Linked DNA regions of Ovis aries: region 1 is linked to region 2. Evidence: chromatin contacts called from public Hi-C data. All regions are on one chromosome and are shown on one strand. The core of a region is the stretch at or near the end of the contact, and the rest is flanking DNA. Distances in the headings are between cores, read along the strand shown.

Region 1 (4,181 bases), core at 514-3,013, 65 kb before region 2:
CCTCCAGGGGATCTTCCTGACCCAGGGATCAAACCCACATCTCTTATATCTCCTGCATTGGCAGGAGCATTCTTTACCACTGGCGCCAGCTGGGAAGCCCCAGTGAACACAGTCTGTCAATTGAACAATTGCCCTGTTGCCCGGTTGAACCCAGGCAATGACCAAACTTGGACCAATTTCTCACCAATATTTACCAAATTTTTCCTGTGTTGTTATAGTACACATTTCTGCCACATTAGGTACATTGAATACCTCACAGTTTACAGAATTCTGAAATGCTGTGGGTATAAAACCAGAGATTATGTGTATGCTCAAAATAGTAATACAATTATTAATTAATTCAATATTCTGTTTATACTAGTTAGGGTTTGTTGGGCTTTTTGGATAACATGATTAATTTACCAGTCAATACAGATAATCACTACCAAGTTGATATTTTATGATTATTTTCATTCTCCCCACCATCCACCCCACCCCCCAACAAATCAGAAACTTGCTCCCATCTGCCCATCCTATTGGAAAATATTTGTGAAAAGACACTAACCATGGGTTTGGTGTGTTTCCCTCAAAGGAATACGTGCCCTGGGGTTCCAGAAGGTGGTATGAGTACCTACACACAAAGAATCACAACAATGTTTTAGCTTCAGAGCTTACATTAGGAGAAGTACTGAAGGACCTCTTATTGGCCACCAAGTCTTGCAAGATCATTACGAATTACTTTTCCTCATTGTCATAACAGCCCTGTTTCCCCTCTTACTATCGGTGAGAGAACAGAATTACCTGACTAGTTAGTGGCAGAATCAAATTCAAACTCCAGGCTATGATCTTGTACACTCATTCACAGCTCGGTTTTCACAGCAATGCTGGGAAGTGGGCAAGAAGGAACATTATCCCTAGTTAGGATGGGAAACTGGGACTTGGAAAACTTTGCCAGGTACCCCACAGCTAGGCTTCCGGGCTCTGGCTCTGCTAGGGGCTGTTACCTGAAGGTCAGGGTCAAAGCCCTCACTGGCAGCAGAGGAATTTCTCTGGGGTAGGGCTCTCTCCCTGGCATTCTCAAATCTCATCTCGGGAAGCAGCTGCCCACTGGGCCTTGGTGTCAGGTCTGCCCTGGCTGGGTTGGGGACCCTGGCTATGTTGGAAAGTTCTTGGGAAGGAGATACCTCTCCTTGTCTGAGTGTCTTAAGGTGGTCTGGGGGCTGTTTACCAGAGTCTTCCCCAGGTTAACATTCTTCCAGCCTTTGTTCATGAAACGACAGGGATACTGGAGAAGAGTGTGTGCTTTTGGCCTGAGATGTATCTGGGGTGATAGAGAATAGCTTCCTCTGTGATGGGCTGCTTGGGTTCATTCACTGAGAATGGACCCTTTGTGGGGTTGCAGAGAGGAGTAACTGAGGAGCTAGAACAGTGCTTAGCCAGGATGATGTTGCCTCTGAACACACATCACCTCATGACCTCCTTCAATGTGCTGCTCAGACCCACTGATTCTTTTGTCCTCTCTCCAGCTATCTTTCTTCATCTCTGCCTCTTACCTTCTGTCTCTGCACATCTGTCTGTCCTGGCTTTCTCTTCCTCCTTCCCTCCACACGTACCCCACACCATCCTTCTCCCTCCCCTTCCACTGCCTTCTTCGCTTTCTATCCTCAACCCTTTTGCCTTGTCTCCTGCTTTGCCTGCCTCACGCAGACCTACACACATTCAGGATTCCTTGTTCTCCCCGAGGAGACTTTTTAATCACTTCTGTTAAAAAGTAGGTGAGTTGCACTCTTCAGACATTAAGGAAGAAAAAAAAAAAACAGTCATCTTAATTTAACCTTTTTTTCGGCCCACTGGCCTGTGGCTGGAGCAAAAATAGGTCTCCCCGCTTCTGGCACATACACACCCAAGCTGTAAGCCAGCCCAGTTGGCAGATACACTGCGGGGGCCAGAATCCTGTTACCCAACTAAGGGCTGGTGCCAGAGCTCCAAGCCCAGTCAGGCCTCCCAGCCAAGGGCGTGCATCCGTCTAAGGCCTGAGGGGGGTTGGGGGCACCAGGGTTCTTGCCCATCTGGCCCTCAGGTTGTGGCGGGTGCTGGTCAGCTGCCCCCTGCCCTTCCTCAGGGGCTGCCGTAGGGGTTCGGCTGGAACCCAGCCCTGCCTGAGTTTGTCACCATGCTGGGTGACACCTCACAGCCGGGGCCAAGCTGTCCAGTTAGTGCCCAGGCTAGCACCATTAAATTTATTGGACTAACATTTGAATGAGGATTTAGACTTACATAATGTTCTTACCTCATAACGACCTAGTAAAGGAGGTTTTATTGAGTCTTTATAATGACCAAACTGAGGCTCATAGAGGTTAAGTTATTCAGTTAAGGATGTAGCTGGTACTTGGGACTCTGGAATTTCTTATCCCAGTGTCCCCAGAACAGGTTCCAGAGCCTAAACGGGCAACTTTCCCAGGCTCTTCTCCTTGGGGGCACTATCCCAGGAGGTGGATACGATCTCTAATCTCAAGGCTGGTCACAGGGCAGAAGTTTGCTGGCTGTGGTGGACTGTGGACATGTAGGCCAGAGTGTACCCACACGAGTGTGAGGTCCTCTGCAATGCAAGACATTGCTAGGAGTGGGGAAAAGATGAGCGTGGACTAGGGGCCTGGGACTGGGGCCTCATCTGCCAGAATCACCACCTTCATTCAGGCCTCAGCTCCCAGGAATCTGAAAGTTGTCAGTTGGAACCTGGCATTTCAGATCACTGTGAATGTGTGGGGTTAGGAGGATGAAACAGATTTCACTTACCAGTGTGCTGACTCAATTTATACCTGAAATATTGAGATTTATATTAGCTAGGCTGACACTAGACTTAGAGGCTCTGGGCCCCATAAGTGTTGGAGATGAGTCTGGTGAGCACATTTTATATGTTTATTGCTGGCTGGGATGTCCTCTTGTGTGAAGTTCCTGTTCAAGCCTGTTGCCCACTTTTTCATGGGGACCTCTCAATCACATTTGGATGTCTTGGTGCCTCTACCCTTCAGGAAATTCCTTATCTAGACCCAGGAGGAAGGCAGAGTTCTAGACAGCATCACTCAGCTTATGGCTTCATCTCATCCCACAAGAGGCTGGCCATGCTTTATAGCTGAAAAGATGCTTGTCGCACCTGCCCGTTTTCAGGGTCCTGACCCAAATCTCCACCCTGAGCTCACCTGAATGTCATAGAAGCTCCTTCAGCTTTACCCAGTCTCTCTCCCAAACCGTTCCTCCCCATGTTTCTATACCCAGGGGTCTTTGACTGTATTCTCTCACCCCTAAACCCCATCTACCTATCACCAAATCAGATCAGTCTCACCTCTGTAAGGTCTCTGAAGACCATTCATGGTGCTCTGCCCCACAGCCACCACCCCTGTCCTGTTTCAGCCCCTCTCTCCTGGATCCAGAGAGAGCCTCCCAACCTCCGTTCCCTCCTCCAGCCTTGCCCTGCTCTATCCCACTCTCCATACTGCTTCCTAAACAGCTCAAAATATATTCCATGTGCCCCACTGCCTGTAAACTAGAACTCCAGCTTCTCAGCCTGCCCTCCAAGGAGACTGATTCCTTATCAAGTTAGGTGCCCAGAGTAGGTGGTCTCCTGCAGCAGGTGTGGGGAGGCAGGTGAGGATGGCAATGCAAACCTCAACCGTGTGGCTAGACCTGGAAAAAGCCAGGAAGAGCCTCCAAGAAAGACCACAGTGGACAGGAGCCAGGGCTTAGAGGCTGGAGTACAGTCTAGGGGCTCAGAACTTGGGCCACCCGTTCAGCTCTTGCACTCAGTGTCTTGCCACAGGAGATGCAGTCTTTCTCTTTCCTCTCTGCCCTTTTCCTTTTACTCTCACCACAAACTAATAATCTTTCTTTCTCTTTCTCTCCTTTAACATCCACCACCACCTGGCACAGGACAAGGATCTATTGACCCAATCAGTCCCAATATTCTCTGGGCAGAGAGTTCTTGCCAGACTACTGTGTGGACAGGACTTGGAGCAGGTACCTGGCCTGATCCAATCAACTGAGAGCAGGGAGATGGGCGTCCCAAGGTGAACGGTTTCCTCATTGTGGGGTGGACCGGTGGGCTTCCTGAGGTCTGGCCTGGCCCATTCATCAGTCAGACCCAGACCTACCATCTTCAGAGGTTCAGATATTTGAGATCTCATGGTGCCCTTCCAACCTTTCTC
Region 2 (4,441 bases), core at 1,279-3,778:
CTTGGACTGCAAGGAGATCCAACCAGTCCATCCTAAAGGAAATCAGTCCTGGGTATTCATTGGAAGGACTGATGTTAAAGCTGAAACTCCAGTATTTTGGCCACCTGATGCAAAGAGCTGACTTATTTCAAAAGACCCGGATGTTGGGAAAGACTGAAGGCAGGAGGAGAAGGGGACGACGGAGGATGATATGGTTGGATGGCATCACCAACTCAATGGACATGGGTTTGGGTAAACTCCAGAAGTTGGTGATGGACAGGGAGGCCTGGCGAGTAGCAAAGAGTCAGACATGACTGCGCGACTGAACTGAACTGAAAACCCACCAACACCAAGAAAAGGTTCCCTAGAGGGACTTGCAATTTTTTGTTTGAATTTCCTAACTTCGGGCCTGATATTTGATTTCAAAGTCTGTGTGCACAGTGCTCAGCAACCCTAGGGAAATGAGAAAATATGCCTGTTTCCCCAGTTCTCTGCTGGTTTTTTCACCTATTCCTATTCTGCTTTCCAGTGCCTTCCAAAGGCTCCTGAAAAGTACTCCCACCCCTCTTATGGCTTGCAAGGGGGCAAACACATGTTTATTTTGTATTTTGGTGGTGACAAAAACTTATACCAAACTCTTATGTATCTTATTTCTTGATACTTCCTTTTGTATTATGTTTTAAAAAACATAAACACCCCCTTGACCATTTTAAGCATACAATTCAGTATTGTTAATATGTTCACATTGTTCATCGTCTAGAACTTTTTCATCCTGCAAAACTAAAACTCTATACATATTAAGCATGAATCCCTCACACCACCCCCTTCTGGTTTGTTTCTTCTATGAATCTGACTGGAAACGTCAAGAGTGGAATCACACAGCGTTTGCCTTTTTGTGACTGGCTTTTTTCACTTAGCCTAACAGTACTGAAGGTGCCTTACAGCAGATTATTTTTGTATAAAATGTGGGGAAACTAAGGGTGGGGGGAGGAACAGCAAGGCTTAGGGTCCTAGGGTGGACGAGTTCCACCACCCTTGCTTTCTCTTCTCTTCAGCTCACACCTGTGAAGCCCGTGCCCTTCTCAAATGAGCTTCAAAGATTAAAATCCTCCCGGTCCCTTCCAGAAATATCCCTGCTGGATCACTGCCATGTAGGTAGGGAATAGGGTGGGATTCTTGGGAGAGCAGTCAGCGACAGCACAGAGCAGAGGATCCCCAGCGGGTGCGGGTCCCTGTTAGTGTTAGTCGCTCGGTCGTACCCGACTCTTTGCGACCCCATGGACTGCAGCCCTCTGTCCATGAGATTTTCCAGGCAAGGATACTCGAGTGGGTTGCCACTTCCTTCTCCAGGGGATCTTCCCAACCCAGGAATCGAACCCTAGTCTCCTGCACTGCAGGCAGATTCTTTACCAACTGAGCTACAAGGGAAGCCCAAAAGCTGCGGCGCCGAAAGAGCAGCTGGAAAACCTTGGGCTCTGACGGCCCCTGGACCTCTGATCTCCCTACACCTGCAGTCTTTTCGTTACCAGGGCTTCAACTGGACCGCGGAGATACATTGGGCAGGCCTGAAATTATGCGATTTGAGGACACGCTGTCAACTATTATCCCGAGATCACGCTATAAAACCAGACTCCTTCTCCAATTCTGAACTGGCCCGGACCCGCGCGGTGGTGGCCGGGTGTTGGGAGCTGGGCGAGGCAAGCCAGAGCGTCCGAAAGACCTTCGAACAGGCATCCCCTCCAGCTCGGCGCAACCCCGCAGGCAACCGACGTGCCAGGTGAAAGAAGAGAAGAGCAGAGGCAGCAGTAACTCAGTTTCACTGCACTGTTTCCCCGGATCCGACAGGCACAAGGGATCGGTCTCCCTGCCTCTCTCTCTCGGGGCTGCTAAGCTAGCTGCGTTCTGCCGGAAAAACACATCGCCCCAGACCGAGCGCAGCGTTTGGGACCTCGGAATTACCCCCCGACCCGATGGCACAGGCAGCGGGGCGAGGGACGCGGGAGCGCGGCATCGCCGAGTGGCTCTATGAAGCGCGGGGCCCCGGGCGCTCGCGGTTGAGCCGGGGTCCCAAGGACAGGGCAGAGGTGGGAGGACCCGGGCTTACGCGAGCACAGGCGCGCCTGCAAGCACCCCCCGGAAACCCGGTCCTCGCCGCCGCTTAGCCCCACCAAGGTGCGCCTCCTCGGTGCGGAGTCCCACCTACCTCCCGCCACCCCGCCGACCTCATAAACAACTTCGCTAACCGCAGAGGGCGGAGGCGGGGCGGGCGGGCCGCGGCCGAGCCGCGCGCGGGGGCCGCGGGGCGGGCCGGGGTCAGGGCACAGGCTGCGGCCGCGCCTCCCGATTGGCCGGGACGCCGAGGGCTGCCGCGGCGCGCGGCGCGGGCGGGGCGGGGGCACGGGGGCGGGGCGGGGCGGACGGGGGCGGGGCCTGCCTGCCTGCGCGAGCCCGCCCCCGGCCCCCGCCCGCGGCGCCCGCGCCCCTCGCGCCCTCCCCACCCCCGCTGGCCGCCGGAGTTTTTAAAGTGGGCTGACCGGCCCGCGAGCCCGACATTCGGGAGCGGCCCGACGCACAGCTCCGGCGCCCGCCGCCTCCCGCCCCAGCTTTCCTGAGGCGGCCGTACAATCCTCGGCAGTGTCCTGAGACTGTATGGTCATAGCCTCCGCGTCTGCCCGGCCCCGGACTCTGCCAACTCCCGTCGTTTTCAAGCCGCTTCTTGTATTTTGAAAACCCAGAAAAGCGACTCCTGACTTCTTTTCGAAGGAAAAAGAAACTTCAGCCCCCTGCTCGGTGCCCACCGCCCCCCACTTTTTTTTTTTGCGTTTGACAGCGTCCTTCCACTCCTTTCCCGACCCCGCCTCCCGGTACAGGTTCCTCCCCGTCACCGTTCTCCACCCCCTTCCCGCGCACCGAGCCTGCCGCCCGCAACTTCCACCTGACCGTGCGGACGCTCGGGACCTGCGAGCACCTGGCACCTTTCACATCGGCGTGGGCCTCGAGGAGTGGGCTAGGGCCACAGCGAAAGTAGCGGCTGCAGCCCCCGCCGGCCCTGGAGCTCAGGTGTTCGGAGCCTCAAAGGGCCCCAGCGACAATGACAGCTGACAAGGAGAAGAAAAGGTAAGCGGGCGTCCGAGCCGGCAGGGGAGTTGGTCCGGGGTGGGGGTGGCGGGGCCCCGCGGGACCGCCGCTGGGAGAGGAGCGCGGAGGGGAGTTTGAGGACCCAGGGATCGATTTGGAAGGTTTGGCAGGGGAGCGCAAGTGTCCAGTCTGGGGACGCGCCGCTCCGGCTTCGCGGTCGAGAGTTCTGTGGCCCGAAGGAGTCGGGAATCTGCGCGGACAACGAAGCCAGGAAATGGCCCTAGAGGTCGGAGGTGCTTCCGAGGTACCTTCCAAAATCCATCCGCCTCCAAACCCCGCACCAGACTCACGCCGCCAGCTTGTTGAAACGTTTGTTGGTTGACTCGCTCAAGTCAACTTTCTCACGGCCCACTTGAGGGGCAGCATCCACTCTTTTCCTCGGGACCCGTGGGGTCCTTCTAAATGAGCTCTGCCCGCGCTGCCTCCCGGCACTGGCAAGGGGCCGGAGGCAGAATGCAGCGCTGGGACGGGCCCCGGCAGAGCTGCCAGGGAGCAGTGAAGGGACCCACTCCAGGGCTCCAGACCCCACGGAAGCTGGAAGAAGTCCCTTTCCTCATCCCGCAGCTTGCCTCGGCGGGAGAGTGGGTAGTGGGCCCGGCTGCCTCGCGGAAGCAACTGTCTTCGCGTGTGGGGAGGGGATGGCGACACCGGGCACTCCGGCAGGTCCCGGTGTCTCTCTCCCAAGAGGACAGAGAAGGGCAGCCACGATATGTCCGCCTGCCCTCGCCAGCCTCTCGGCACTGGGTGAGAGGCAACGCGGGCCAACTCTCACTGCCCTCCTGCCCTCTCCCGGCGAGGGTGAGAGCGCACGGCGTGGCGCGCAGACGTGGGAACCACCTTGCCTCCTGCAATCGTGCGCGGCTTGCAGCCTGGCTCCCCTTTCCTCTCAACCTCACTCGTGCCGCCCCAGCGAGCTGGAGCTCTCCGCCCAGTATTCGACAGTGGCTGGCGGGGCTGGAGTACGGGGAACTGTAATCGAAAGCGTGGTGGGCTGGCTGAAGGATCTGAGCCTCCGGAAATCAGCTGCTGGGTGGTTGTACGGTGGTTCGGAGATGAGGAACCCAGCCGCGATGGGCGGGCGTGACTGGCTTCGAACTGGGGAGCCCAAAGAGCTCAGTGTTTGGGTCGATTTACTCGTGTTCCGACTTCGGGACCGGAGCCAGAAACCGTGTATCCTCTGGTCGAAAGCGGCGGTTCCCATCTCGGGGCACCGATAAGGATTTGATAAACAGGAGCAAATCGCGCCCTTTCTGGCAGAGCGCCCGGACCCTTCGCTCCCGGATTGCCGTGGGTGGAAGGGAGAAGGGGAGGGGATTGAGCCTAA

The links. A called contact is a pair of places that touch in the nucleus more often than the background predicts.
Region 1: a contact with region 2 is called in a Hi-C map of liver, with 2.9 times the contacts expected there. The contact joins the enhancer-like site here to the promoter of EPAS1 in region 2. A contact is called at or near these places in 2 of 16 Hi-C or Micro-C datasets (liver and tail adipose tissue).

What each region holds. Positions count from the first base shown.
Region 1 is chr3:78,117,888-78,122,068 of ARS-UI_Ramb_v3.0, reverse strand. No RefSeq gene overlaps it. Among named protein-coding and RNA genes, the nearest start is that of EPAS1, 64 kb to the right of the region's middle. Within about 2 kb of position 1,763, at least 6 of the 54 cell types and tissues checked have an H3K27ac peak or open chromatin away from gene starts, as enhancers often do. A contact at or near this core is called in liver, where this site is marked.
Region 2 is chr3:78,053,694-78,058,134 of ARS-UI_Ramb_v3.0, reverse strand. It overlaps EPAS1 (endothelial PAS domain protein 1), which reads left to right and starts at 2,528. Exons shown (of 16, transcript XM_015094403.3): 1 at 2,528-3,096. The coding sequence starts at 3,071.